2 separate regions of the Mus musculus genome follow, and region 2 is linked to region 1. Evidence: chromatin contacts called from public Hi-C data. All regions are on one chromosome and are shown on one strand. The core of a region is the stretch at or near the end of the contact, and the rest is flanking DNA. Distances in the headings are between cores, read along the strand shown. Region 1 has its middle 14 kb from the start of Gm13218. Region 2 has its middle 96 kb from the start of Gm13218.

Region 1 (7,393 bases), core at 1,356-3,855:
AATGAGAGAGCAGTAGACAATCGTTGCAGAGCGACTGATAGTCTAAGTGCTGGGCTCTGTTGGATCATACGCCTGTGCTGACCAAAGGATTTCCTCCAAAGGTTCCCATTCAGGTGAATAAATATTAGCGTGCCGAGCTCCAAGTTTAAACTAGTATTTACGGTTCAGTGATACTCTGCCGTTTAAAAACCTTCTTATGTTATCGATTCCCCTTTCAGAAACGACTTCAAAACCTTGCTCAAAGCAAAAACCATGTGAATTGTCCCAGAGCTAAATGACAAGGGCCCACAATCCTAGAGTTCAAGGTTAGAACTTCTCTGAGGTGAAAATGTGTGAAATAATTTAAAAAATAAGTCAGTGATTATGTAAATACCCTTTCTTGTAAGTGACCAGAGGTGACTATGGCAATGATTAGTTAGTCTCCTGACCCAGAATACCCTACAAAATCAGGCAAAACAGAAGGCTCAAATCCTCCTAGTCACTTTAAGAACACTCAGGAAACCGTTCTGGCCATCAAGAACACCCGTGTCTAAAAAGCCATCAAGTATCTGAAAGATGGCACTTTAAAAACCCTTCTTTCTGACAGTAGAATAGAGTTGGTGTTCCCTAGGCTAACTAGTAGGGCTGGACAGAGAGTTGGTGGCCCTAAAAGAGTGCAGAATTTCAGAGTAATCTTAACTTAAGGACTTAGGTATACATGCTCGAGCCATTGAACATCTCTCCGGTGAACACAACACTCAAGATGCGCAATTGAATTCATAGAGCACAGCATCAGATCAACCTATACACAGACCCCGCACCCCCTGCCATATTGGGACAATCCTCACTGACACAGGAAGTGTTCCTAAGCAAGAAAAAGAGGATGCTCGGGGGTAAAAAGAAATCCCATATCAAGTGGTCAACCCTGATAACATACATGCAAGTAACAGTGTAAATGGGTTGAACATGTTGTAGTTATGTTTATGAGTGAGTGTGTGTGTGTGTGTAAAGCAATTAAAGAAAAGAGGCCTCTAAAGAGAGCAGGAAGGGATGTTACATGGGAGAGAAAGTTTGGTGGTATATAAGATAGAAGAGATGGGGTAATTATACTATAAACTCAAAAAACAATATTTAAAAAAAAAGATATTCCAGAGGAAACTGAAGAAACCAAGACATATGACATAGTAATAAATTCAGTATGAAGTAAGTAAGTGTGTTTTTTAAGTTTTGATTCAAGCTGAGGGAGTGACTCGGTTGGTATGATCTTTGGCTCATTAGCATGAGGACCAAGTTCCATACCCAGCACCCAACTAAAAAGACGAGTACTGGGGCAAACCAGGAGGATGAGAGAGAGAGAGAGAGAGATTGAGAGAGTTTTCCTCCCACTACAATATGCTCTAACATCTCAAAAATGCAGCGTTTTTATTTCAAGGCTGGATTTCTCCGTAAGGGATCACACAGTGCCACACAGATACTAAGAGTTCCATACCAAATACAGACTCTGGAGCTGTGCCTATTTCTGGCACTGACCATCCAAAACTACACAGGAGACAATATCACTTCTCTAAGTCATGGGTAGATGTGCCCTAAGAGTTAAGGCCATTCTCATTTCAGGAAACACACAAAAAGACACAAAACAAAACAACAAAACAGTCATTCAGAAGAAGGAAAAACTGGAAAAACCACCACTGATGCAACACATACCTTCTAAACCTAACACAAAACACCAGGGCTGACAATATCTTAACCTCTTTTTTAAAAGTACATTACCCACTGGCTTGCCTCAGCATACCAAAAGGTGTTTAAACATTAACACTTTTCCTAGGAAACACACACACACACCTCCGAGTTATCTCTCACCCTCAGCAATTTCTCTCCACCACCCCAACCTGATGTCCAAACTTCTCAAAAACTTTGCAGCTTTGAACATTTTGAGCTAAGCAAAAAACCAAAACAAAACAAAACAAAACAAAACAAAACAAAACAAAACAAAACAAAAATGGTAGCAGGTTTTCCTCTACCATGATTTTTAGGATGTTGCTTTCTATGTCTTCCTGGAAACTTTCTTCACCTCAACTGGATGGGGACAACATTTTCTTTACATTTTAGTGGTTGTGTTTTGGGCTCCATTGACCAAGCCTGAAGGTTAGAAGAACTGATATTGGGGAGTGAACAACAGAATTGCTGACAGAGATCTCACACAGTGGATCTACCTTGAGAGTTCGCCAGCCTGGGCCTGCCAAAATCGAGGGGTAAATGTCAGATAAGGATCTGAGTTCTTGGGTGTTTAACTGAACCAAACCTCCCAACCTTTTTGAGGTTTGCCGATGACTGGTAATTATATTGTCATTTAACAAAAGTATCTGCATTAAACCAGAGATGTGAAGTTAATGGTTAGGTTCACATCCATTACACACACACACACACACGCACACACACGGGCACACACACACACAAGTGAGCATTGACAAAGCACACAGGGTCTGCATGAGGTGGGGAAGGGATGGAAGATGGAAACTAATGTAGGCTAGAGACTATAAATCAGTGGCTAAATGCTACCTGTCAGGTTGGGGAGTTATGCTAATGTGGGGTGTTTTATTTCTTTCCAGTGCAGAGAGGTCAAAGGGAGGAGGCACAGATGTGTAACTTAATGGAAACACTGAGGAAAACCCCAAAGCACAAGATCACCACTGCGCAAATGTTGAAGAAAGTGATTCTATGTAAGGCGGGCTTTTAATCATCTCTGTCAAGGTAGAATCATCTAAGGTAAAGGCCAAGCTTGTGGGTTTCCAGGGAGGCAGCAGAAAGCCTGAGGACTCGCCCTCAGCCTCTGTACCCAGGACCCTTTCTTCGAAGTGCTTTTCATTTTGACTAAAGCAAGTACAGGGTAAAGTGACTTGTCATTTCTCAGTGACTTGTCAGTTCTCTCAGTGGGAAGTGAGTGAGTGAGTACATGGCAGGGTGAGGGGGTGGGCCCAAAACTCCTTCTTATGTGGCATGGAATTGAGTGCAACTTAATCATCCCACTCCCATAATATGTTGCCAATTGGTTGTATGCTAACGGTCAAAATAATAACTTTATAATAATATATGTTGATTTTTTTTAGTATTTTTCTGTGTGTAGTTTGTAGTGTGTGCATGTGTCATGTCTGTGTATATATATGCATGTGCCCATGTTATATGTATTTGTGTGCCTGTGTGCATCTGTGTGTGTGTGTGTGTGTGTTCCTATATGTGTGTTCAAGTGTGTGTGCCTGTGTGTATCTGTGTGTGTATATGTGTGTGTGTTTGTGTATGTGTATATGTGTGTTTGTGTGTGTCTGTGTGCATCTGTGTATGTGCATGTATGTATGCACTCTCACACGTGTGTGTGTGTGTGTGTGTGTGTGTGTGTGTGTACACATTCAACTATGGGTGCCTTTGGAGACCAAAGACAGCTCATATGTGTCTTTCTCACTCTGCACCTAATTTTTTTTTTTTTTTTTTTTTTTACAATAGGGTTTCTCACTGAAATAGGACCTTGCCATTTCTTCAAGGTTGGCAGGTCAGTGAGCTCCCAGGATCTGCTATCTTTGTGCCCTCAGTGCTGTTACCGTGAAGGCTGCTGTGCCCACCTTGTGTATGGGTGCTGGAGATCCAAACTCATGCTTGCAGAGAAAGCACTCTACCCATAGACCTCTACTCCAGCACATAAATATAGAATAAACTTTAAATTAATGTAATTAATATTTCTATGAAAAGTGTGTAAGCAACCTTGCAGTCCTTGTTTTAAAAGATATTGCTGAAAACGTAGTTGATTCTTTTTAATCAGAGCTCAGAACTATCTACCAAGAAGAAAACAGAGGTATGTGGGCTGATCTTTAATCCAAAAGGAAACAAAGATTCTCAGCATCACTACGATAGAGGCTGACCCAGAAGATGACCTCTTAGATGTCATGGATTATAAACACATTCAAACTAGGATCAGAATTCAAAACCAACATGAAAAGAAGTATTAAGTCAAGAGGACCTTGGGAAGAAGAGAGTTGTCATGTTCTCAGTCTGGATAGGACTGGCCCTGACCTCAGCCTCAGATCTGCTTTGGGAGATAAGGACAGAAGTGAAGACCAGAAGGTTACTCCTGCGTGGCTTAATTAGCATCCATCAATGACACTCAAGTCTCCTCGGCCCAGTCCTGACCATCATCTCTAGTGTCCAAGACTAGAAGGGGCACTGCCAACTTCCTAGCAGCTTTTGGAAGTTTGGACTTTGCAATTTGCTAAGTTTGTGTGCCCAAAACCTTAGTGGTTTTGGTGATGCTGAAAACCCCACTGTATCTACCTAACGCCCACTTTGTCAAGTCCAAGTCAACCACAGGCTAGAGCTTCTGCCTCCACCACACATGGATCCTTCCTTCTAGCCACGCCCTAAACACTGACTCTAGGCTGCACAAGTTCCAAGAAGTCTGTGTCCCTGTCCTTTTACACGTCTTGGACTTTCATTGCTACTTCCCTTCACGGCTCTGCACACACATATTCCCATCTCTGCGCCCCCCCTGGATGTGCTCAGATATTCCATCTTAGATGAAACCATTCTAGATCTATATTGCCAGCTAAACACAGAAGACATATTTCAAGAACACAACCTACTGGTTTGTCCCAGCAGAATAATAGATGACTAAATGCTAACTACATATCTAATAGCTTACTTGCCTTTAAATGTAACCGATCTTCTGTCGTCTCTCTGACAGACCAGACTTTTTTTGTATGTATCCAGTTCTATTTTCTCTTTACACCCTTCTCCGTCACCCGACACTAAATGGCTGCCACCGCACCTTCAAAAGGTCACTGAACTTATTGCCCACTTATTTATTTATTTTCTTTGGGAAATGCCAATACAATTCAACGAAGGCACTTCAAGTTACTAAATGCAATGACCTTCACCTCCTTCTCGCTGAGAGTGACACTTGGCTAATGATCTGCTTGGTTGGGTTCGCACAGTGCTTGCTTTAAAGACTCGGGGAGAATGGTAAGCGGGGAGACTGGCTTCTATCACACCCATATCCTCAGAAACCAATCCCCAAAGGCTCCAGCTTTGGCATTAGTAGCCTGACACCCCAGCACGCTTGACAATAAAATCTATTGTGGTGCCAGTCGACAGGGTGGAAGAAATTTGAAAATCTGTCTAGAAATTCAGGAAGCAATGGAATCAATGTAACTGAAGCTCAAAATGATCCCAAGGGTATGTTGTCTTTTAAATAAGAACAATCAGGTTGACTCCAGCAAGGCCCCGTAAAAGTGACTTTTGTGGCAAAGAATAAGCATATCAACTCAATACATCTCTGCAAAACTAGTTCGAAAAAAATCAATTTATAGTTAAACTTAGTAAATATGTCAGAAGTATACATTCTTATGAAGAGAAATGAGAAGATGATTTTTAAAAAATTTCTTCTGATTTCCCCCAAAAATCTAGCTAACATTTTTTGTTCATGTTAAAGTCCTTGCTTTCTGTGGGGTTTATTATCATGGCTTTCTGATAGGTCTTACACATCTAGGAGGTAGGAGGAGGAGGAAGATCAGGTTCAAGGTTATCTTCAAGGCTGGCCAAAGCTGCTCATAAATCAAAGGCCTCATAAAGCAAAACAAACAAACAAAAGCAAGAATGAAAACGGACAAAGAAGCTAAAGCACATGGTTGCCACATAAGCCAGAAACTTCTAGAACAGCGCTTCTCAGCCTTCCTAATGCTGCAGCCCTTTAACACAGCTCCTCGTGTGGTGACCCCCAACCATAAAAACTGTGTTGCTACATCCTAACTGTAACTGTGCTCCTGCTATGAATCCTAATGTGAAGACCTGATATGCAGCCTCTGAGAAAGCTGCGAGCCACAGCTTGGGAACTGCTCTACAATGTCTTTAGCCTGTGTCTCTAACGTGGCACGCAGGATGCATAGACACGGGACTCAATGACTTTCTACTGATGTTTTAAAAATTAGCCCCGGATTAAGTATCTCCCATTTTTGAAAGAAAATGAAGTTATTCAAAAGCATAACTCAAAAAAATGTGAGAAAGAGATTATTGGCTGGAGTCTAATGACATATGTACTTAGTCTGGGAAGGATGACTGACTTTCTCAGGAATGTGTGGTACCAGGTACATCTTGGATCTCAACAACAACAACAACAACAAAAACTATAGCCAAAAAAGACTGAATTTCATAGTAATGCAAATGGAGTTACTTCCTTAACTTATAAAAATGTAGAAATGTTAAAAAATATCCCAGAAACAATAACAAAGGCAGTACAGACAGCACGTGACCTTGAGAGTTAATGTCCTTAATGACATTGCCAAAACTGAATGTGTCTTTAGTGTGAAGAGATAATTAAGGATTAAGTGGGACTCCAGTGTTCTTCCATTCCAGTAACATACCGTGTCACTGACTAAGCCTAGGAACAATTATAAAGAGCTGGGTGTTGTGCATATGGTTGTCATCCCAGCCTTGGGAAGCTGAAAGCGTGAGGATCATGAGTTCAAAGCCAGCCTAAGCTATCAAGCCTACCTCAAAGAACCAATTTAAATATGTGTGTCTATGGAAACGGAAATGGAGAACAATGTAAAAACTGGGGCCACGGGGACAGTTAAGGGAATAACCACAAAACTTCAAAAGGAAGAAACTAAGACAGTAGAAGACTAGGACATGGAAGAGTTATGAGAGCCTAAAAACTCTCCCTAGAGAAACTACTGAGACACTTGTTCCTCAGTCCTTTGAAACAGTAATTCCTAGGTTTATGATATTAATGAACTGTCCCTCTGTCCTTAGAGCTCATATGTTAACTTCTAAGGAGATTAACTTGAGAGAACCTGAAAACATGAGTAATACATGTTTATTTGGTTGGTTGGTTTTGTTTTGTTTTTGCTTTTCCCATTGTTTCTGGCAGTGCTGGGAGTTGAATTTAGGGTCTCATGCATGCTAGGCTCTACCACTGAGCCCCAGCTAACAAACAAAAGGAGAGTCAGAAATCTGGGCCACTCACCTGGTTGGGTTCTAACCATTTGTATAATTTAAGACCCTGCTAAGCCTTTATCATATCTGTGCCCATGCCTCTAAAATGTCTGGCCTTCAAAGGGCTACTGTGAAACAGTAGTAGCACATGAATTGTATGCCATCCCTATGCTATTGTTAGAATAACAGCTAGACCAGACAAAGGCATAACTAGATAGAAATTTCAAATGTTCTCATCAAAGGAAAGCACGTTTTCTATACTCACACTACATTTAGCTTACTCTACAAACACTGAGCACATAACCACACTGCACAAATCTATCAATACCGTCGGTTCATTATGACATTCAACATTTTTTTTCATAAAACAGAAAGTCACCATCAAGAACCAGAATATACTACAAAGGAGTGGAATACAATTAGATGAAATCAATGC
Region 2 (7,393 bases), core at 3,175-5,674, 110 kb after region 1:
CCTTGACTATTTCTGGGGTGTCACTACAAGTCACGACTGAGGTTAAAGAACTGCCGGTGTCTGAGAGATCAAGGTGGCCGAACATCCTACAGAGCGCACACAAACATCTCAGAGAGTATTCTGACCTGAAGGGTAATTTTAGAAACTAGAGAGATAAGTCAGTTGGTAGAGTGATCACCACGTGGGCGTGAGGACCTGAGTCTCGATCCTTGGCATCCACATGGAAAGCCAGCCATGAGAACACACACCCATGAGTCCCACACTGGACAGGCAGAGACAGAGCATCCATGAAGCTCACAAACCAGCCAGTCCAGCCAATCTCTGAGCTTATGCTGAGAGACCCTGTCTCAAAACGTCGGATGAAGAGGAGACATGATTAATGTTATATAAGTATATGTGAAGTTATAAAGGAATGATTTTAAATGTCTTATAAATACAGGGGAGAGAGATGCAAAGGTCAGCAACTCACTCCTATACCCCTTTCCCACGAATTTGTGTGTATACACCACACACACAAACACTGGCTTTTCTTAAAGTATGGATTTAGGCAAGACATCATTTTTTGTGCCTTGATGTTCAGTATCTGCAAAATGGGAGTGATTGTGTGTTATTTGTTCCTCCTTTCTCTCTTCTCTTCCATGGGAGCGGCTAATGAATGTTTGCCAAGTACTTTGAAGATCCTAATTACTGTTATCCCTGGGATATCAGTTTAAGATTGCTTGGCACCAGGGAATCTGGCAGACAGTGAGATACAGGGCAACAGGAGCCAGCCCCATCACCGTGCCTGCTAGTTATCCTTCTCAAAGGGCAGTATCAAGCCCCTGGGCCTCAATTACCCCAAGCCAAATTACTTAAATCAGCTCTAGAATCTGCTGAAGGAAACCCAGAGTTCTCACAATTAAATCATAAGCCTTTCCAAAAGTCAAGGACCCAGGACTTCGGCAGAGGGCCCGAGGAGCCAAAGATGAAGATTCAGAACAATCATAGCATAGAGTGAACATTCAGTGATTGTCTGCTCGTGCTAATTCAGGTAGTGTGTCTAACAAGACCAAGAAGAGCTCAGCTTCAGAGTTGCCAAGGAGATTCAGCACATGAAGACAGTTCCCCAGTGACCACTGTTCAGTGTTCCCTGTAAAACCTGCCCCTGTATGCCTGTGAGGCAGCTCACATGGTTGCTTATGGAGACTAGAGATTAGCCTCTAGTGTGGTTCTGCAGGAGCCGAGCAACATGGTTTTGTGAGACAGGATCTCTGATTTTTACGTGGAACTCACCAGTTCAGCTGGATGGGCTGGTAAGGCATCCTCCCATCTCTGCTTCCCAGCATGGGGATTACAAGGGAACACCAGCATCTCCAGCTTCTTATATGGATGCTGCTGGTTGAACTAGGATTCTCATATGTGCATGGTACGTTCTTTACCAGCTGAGCCATCTCCACAACCCCAAGCATGGCCCTTTTAAAAGATAATGCCTATGGGATTAGAGAGATTGCTCAGCGATTAAGAGCCTGGACTCTCTTGTACGGGATCTGAGTTTAGTTCCCAGCACCAATACCAAGTGGCAAAAAAAAATCTACTATCAGTCCAGCTTCGAGAGACCTGACTCCCTCTTTTGACCTTTGAGGGCACATCTGCTCACATGTTCATATACCAACACATAGACACACATGCACATCCATCATTAAAAAATTCAAATAAATATAAATTCAAGTGTATCTGCTAGATGACTACAAGTTATATTCTCACAAAGTTCTTGGTAACCAGAACTTTACCTTCATCATCCAACAGAAGGGCTCTCAAATTCCTTCCCCTCCCATCACTACATACTGGTCCTGAGTCACACACGGGCTACGTAAGCCATGTGGTGACCCACCTATGAGGGGCCCTGAGCACGCAGGATCATGAGAGCTTTAGTGAACAGAACCAGAAACACAGAGATGTGGTTTCTTACCTCAGTGGAGCTTCCAACTGGCTTGAGAAGTCAGAGGGAAAGGTATGGGAAGGGCTAGCCAGGTACCCCATGATTGGGAAACGGAAATGGGGATAGAGTGTAAAGGAAAGAGTCTACTCTCCCTCTCAGGCCTTTACCAACTGCAAGACCACTCAGACATCAGTTTTGTTGTTGCCCAACTGTATAGCTACAGACTACAAGAGGCACTCACTGATCAAGAGGCACCTGAACTTGAACTTATGTTTCTCAAACCTGAGCCTGAGTGTCTGTGCTTCTAACCAGTTCTCTGCACAGTTCTGATGGAGCCAAGAGGAGGTCTTCACTGACAGCCACGGAATAGGGGGACAATTAGATAATGCTAGAAACACAGCATCCCTTGTGGGAAATCATTTCGGTATGTTAGAAATGCTTTAACTATGTCACTCAACACTTGCCTTTTTGTGTTAAGAGGTGGTGGGACCTTTGGGAAGTCATTGACTCACTGAGGATATCACCCTAAGAAGGCATTAGTGGGGTTCTCATGGGATCCTGAATTAGTTCTAGCAAGCAGCTTGTTTATAAAAGAAGCTTGGTCTTTGCTCGATCCTGTCTCTCTTGCAATATCTCCTTCATCAAGAAAGCTTCCCCAGAGCTGGCTGGATGTTGGACCACACCCTTGAAAGCACAGAACTCTCAGATAAATAAACCTCTTTTTTTTTTTTTTTTAGAAACTACCAAGCCTCTAGTATCTTGATATGGTAGCAGAAATAAGACTGATACAATTATTTAGCCAACCAAAGGCTAATCGGAAGCCTGGGCTTTGGAAGTGAACTTGGGCATTCGCATCCTGTGCAGTTGACATACTTTTTCTAGGTTCTCAACATCAGACACTCAGGAAGTCTCCAAGATCCAGCTCTAACTAGATAGATACACCTTGAACTTCTACTAGGTGCCAGGGGCTCTGTTGCGCTACCCGCCCACTGGAATATTCACGTCATGGTGAGGGGTCAGAGTTCAGTTGGACAAAATAAGAAGGTTTTTCTAACATGACTTAGAGGGAAGGAGATGATCATGGATCTCACAGGAGACTTAACACTCACATATAGCACACAGCCCAAAGTGACCTAGCACAGGAAGGGGTGGAGGCCAGAAAAAGGGACCGACGGTGAAAAACAACTTAAGGCAGAGGGCAGATAAGACACTCTGTGGTTGGCTCCAAACCATAGGAATCGAATCAATTCTGGAAAGTGGTTTCCTCCCAGATCTGCAAGCTTCTTTCTTGTATGTGTGACCAGCATCTTTTACATGTCTGAGCTGCTAAGAAATCACACTGTGCCTCCAGTCCCGTTTTGACATTTGAGATTCCTATTGAATGCACCCTAGAAAAGATATCCTTTCACTCGGGGCAGGAATGAGTTCATCTTTGTGCCGAAGACCAGAGCTACTGTCTGCCAGCAACGTTCCTTTTTATTTCATTTTAATGAGCGAGGCTGAAAAGTAAGTCCCCAGATGAAACTGCCAGGGAAATCCAAGACAGCCGATACAAGTATTAACTCAGTTGAAATGTATTATTAATACTAATGCCTAGCTCTGTTGTAGCATTTTCTGGCTTCAAAGCCATTTACAAACATCAACTAATTAATCCTTACCTCAGCATGATGAGGTCATTAAGTCTCATTATCCCTATTTTACAGAGCGGGAAACTGAGGCACCCAAAGGTTAAACTCCTTGCCCAAGGCCACAGAAACGGTGTACGCTCCGTATTCCAAGCACCTCTTGATTTAGATGCTCAAACTTTTCTCCAAGCTAGGGAAGACACAAACTTTTTCAGCAGTATGAATCATTTCTCTAAAGCCAGCTAGATAGATCCATGGAGAAGGGCCTGGCCCACGCTTTTACGGCACCTTGTTACACAGAATCAAAATTGTATTTTTCTTTAGTGTTTTCCTTCCACATTATTTTGTTTTAAGTGCGCTGACTTCGGGAAAGGGCCAAAGGATTTTAATGATGTATGAAATAAATAATACAAAATAATGGTAATAAAACCTTCTGCCCACACAGAGAGAATACAAGCTTGGTGTTTGGAGTCGAGTTTTCTTTTCCCCCTCTCATGCTACGTCTTGTAGGTCTGCTGCAGCCAAAAACTTCTTTTTATTCTTTTTTTTTTTTTTTTTAGTTTTTCATTGGAACTTAGCAGGCTCAGCCAAAAGGGTGAACTGTATCTCCAGTGCTCTTTCACAAATGCTAGCCTCTTTAGCAGTCCCTCAGACTCCTCACAGATGTCCAGTCCTACCAGAGAGCATCCTTCCTGGTTTTGTTTGCTTTGTCTTTCCCACAGGTGACTGAGCCTTCTCTTGTTCTCTCGTATTTTCAAACATTTTTCTTCTCGACTCTTTACTTCAACAGGAAAGGTGAGGGCTGCCCTTTTCTGGGTGTCCCCACCCTCAGCCTAAAGGTCCTGTGGTTTGTAGTTCCAGTGTTGAGGCAGACTGAAAACCCCAAAGTGTCACGTCACTTTGTCAGAAAGATCCGCAGGTGTTTTTTTGAGGTGGCAAAGGTCTTGGCCTCCCTAGGGCTCCTTCTCACACCTATCTCTACAGCAACTAACAGACATTTGTCCAAATCTCTCCTGGTCTTTTAGTGGCTCACTGATGCCAGATGGAGGAAAATGGGCGAAGAGGCCAAAGCCATGGGACAAAGATCCTAGTCTCACCTCATGAACCACACCAGCCCTATGCCAGAGTTCTTGTATCAGGGTTGGTTACTCTGTTCCCATAAGTGTTGTGAAAGTTCTCTCAGTAAGCTTTTAAACTCCTCACAAATCAAAAGACTACATCATATATATACACACACACACACACACACACACACACACACAATGAAACTTCAACTTGGGCAATTAGATTAGAGAAGCACATTTTGGTGATAAAACTACATAGAAAAGCACAGAAATAATTGCCATTAGGATGGAATGACGGTTTCGATGTGGCGTAGGGAAAGCTCCAGGAATCGCTGCTGAGCAACGTTCTCCTCCAGCCTAGTGTAGTTACATTATTCACCCTGTAGTTCATGTATCGCTGGGTAACACATGTTATATGGGTTTTGTATCTTTTCTACCTTTCATTTTAAATTTTATGTATCACTAGTGTGGGGAACATTTGCACTCCAAGATGTGTGTGTGTAAAGGACAACTTTGTGGGCTCTGTTCTCTTTTTCCATGGACACCAGGATTCTGAGGACCCATCCCATGACTCCAGGCTTGTCCACCATGTGCTTGTTACTCTCTGAGCCATCTCTCTGGCCCATACTTTAGTTTTTGTTTGGAAAATGACTTTAAAAATTACGTAAGTACATTGACCTCATTAGTCATATGTAGGGCTATTTATGTTTGAGTCCTGTGAAAGTTGGTGCTTTTATTTTGCTTTGCTCTTAGTGAAATCTTCTCCATGACCTCCCATTCCATCTGTGCTTGTGAGGGTTCGTAAAGGATAGCCAACGAGGGTTGAGAGTAATCAGCACTGCAGGGCAAGCTGATCTCAGATCAATAAAGAGGTTTTCACCCTCATATCATATCCCATCCTGACAGCCTATGAGTCTAGGAAAAGAAAACATTTCAGGGTGGGTGGAGATTCCTTGCATCTCCTTCTCATCCTTCACATTGCCCCTGGCTCTGGAGGGTCTTCCCTACCCGCACTGATGTTCTTTATCCTTCCTGAATACTTCCTAAGGATGATGTTCATAATCACCACCATAGCAACTAAGTGTTGACCAACCAACCTACACCAGGGACTCATCATCAGTTGTCATGCTTCTGTCACACACTACCCTCTGAGATGTATACAGTATTTGTGCCCCTTGCCTAGGCTGAACTGAGGCACAGTCTTTTGAGGGAGGACACACTCTAGCTGTGGAGTAACAGTTGGGGTTTGTTAAAAGAATGTGCGAATGGCAAATTCTCTGTGTTGAAGTCCTTTCTGTTTATTTGAGGCAGGGTCTCTTGTAGCCCGCATTGGCTGTGAACTGGCTGAGACTGAGGATGGCTTTGAACTCTGTATCCACTTGATCCACCTTTGGAATGCTGCAATTTCAGTCATGTGCATCACCAGGACTAATATGGTGCTAGAGGTTGACTTGAGGGCCCTTAGAATGTTAGGACAGTATTCTCTCAACTGAGCTGCATCTCCACTTTAGATTTTTCTGTTGAATATATCCCACTTGTTCTATTTGCTGTATTAAATCCTGGCTTAATCACCTACAAAGGACCTTCCTCTGAATCCTGATTAGTTTAGCCATCTACAAAGAAAGGGCCTTCCTCTGAATTATTTTATCAAATATTTAACAGCCACAGACAATTTACTGTGGGTTAAAGGAACATGCGGTAGACTGAGCTCCAAGACTGGAACTGAGCATCTCATACTTTGTATGTTCTTATAGAACCCTAGCCACACCCAGGAAACAATAGCAGCCTCTGTTTTGTTCGACAGAGAAGCTGGTTCAGCACAAAGCATACGTTGCTACGTTGCCCCGGCTACTCTAACACTCACATTTTGGTTTCTTCTCCTGCACTGATGCCTGATGCTCCAAGTCTCCAGGAAAACAAAGAAGATTAAGGAGAGATCCAAAGTGTTGCAACAAGTCTCCCTGACTCAGTATTCAGATGTCCCTTGGGACTGTTCTCACATCCTTCTCAGATGCCCCTCAGGACCCCCTCCCACACACACCTGACTTTTCTACCAATGCGTCCCCAGTGTCTTCCAGGCCCACAGAAAGTCAGTCTTCGGAAAAACCTTCTCCAAACGCTGAACTTGGCTCAGGCTCTCCTCAATTCTGCCTCAGAACAACCGCATGAAATGGAAAGTATCTGTTTACACGTCTGCCCGCCTCACTAGAGGGTGAGGACATCAGAGGCAGAGCTGGATCTTATACATTTCAGCATCTCACTGCCTGGCCTCATGCCAGTACATAGTGGGTGCTCGATGAACGTCTGTGTAATCTACCTGTAAGTGAACCACTGGACAATTGGACCAAAGCTGCTTTTCCCACCCCATCTGTTTCCATGCCTACTACATAGCAGGTTTTCAGACTCACTTTGCAGAAGGACCAGGATGAAGATGTTAAAGCATGCATCCTTAGGCCCCTGCCCAGAAATCAGAACCTGCACCCTCCCCCAACATGCAGACAAGTAACCAGGTTTTAGAGTCATTGCTTACACCATGTGGCCAGAGACAGCTGAACCAAGCAGGGGTGGGGTGGGGGAGGTCTAGATGTGCTATAGCCAGAGGGGAGGGGTAAGAAACAGAAAGAAATGTCTCATCAGAAGTGCTGGAATTTTAGTTTTTTTAGTGCAAACAACCTCAAGCAAGATAAATGAGGTCAAAGAATTTAGTGCAAAACTCCAGAGCCCCTATCAACCACCTCATTCCATCTCTTTCAAGAAAACAAGTTTGAAAGAGAGGAAAAAAAAAA

What was found. A called contact is a pair of places that touch in the nucleus more often than the background predicts.
Region 2: a Hi-C map of Th2 cells shows a contact between it and region 1, with 2.2 times the contacts expected there. The contact joins two enhancer-like sites. A contact is called at or near these places in 1 of 15 datasets of contacts at CTCF or cohesin (CD8 T cells), 4 of 484 Hi-C or Micro-C datasets (CD4 T cells, Th2 cells and epidermal suprabasal cells) and 5 of 115 datasets of contacts at active chromatin or transcription factors (CD8 T cells, Th17 cells, memory CD8 T cells and 2 more).

The regions. Positions count from the first base shown.
Region 1 is chr2:9,575,431-9,582,823 of GRCm38.p6, forward strand. No RefSeq gene overlaps it. Among named protein-coding and RNA genes, the nearest start is that of Gm13218, 14 kb to the right of the region's middle. Within about 2 kb of position 2,606, at least 15 of the 459 cell types and tissues checked have an H3K27ac peak or open chromatin away from gene starts, as enhancers often do. A contact at or near this core is called in CD8 T cells, Th17 cells, Th2 cells and 1 more, where this site is marked.
Region 2 is chr2:9,685,302-9,692,694 of GRCm38.p6, forward strand. No RefSeq gene overlaps it. Among named protein-coding and RNA genes, the nearest start is that of Gm13218, 96 kb to the left of the region's middle. Within about 2 kb of position 4,425, at least 27 of the 459 cell types and tissues checked have an H3K27ac peak or open chromatin away from gene starts, as enhancers often do. A contact at or near this core is called in CD8 T cells, Th17 cells, Th2 cells and 1 more, where this site is marked.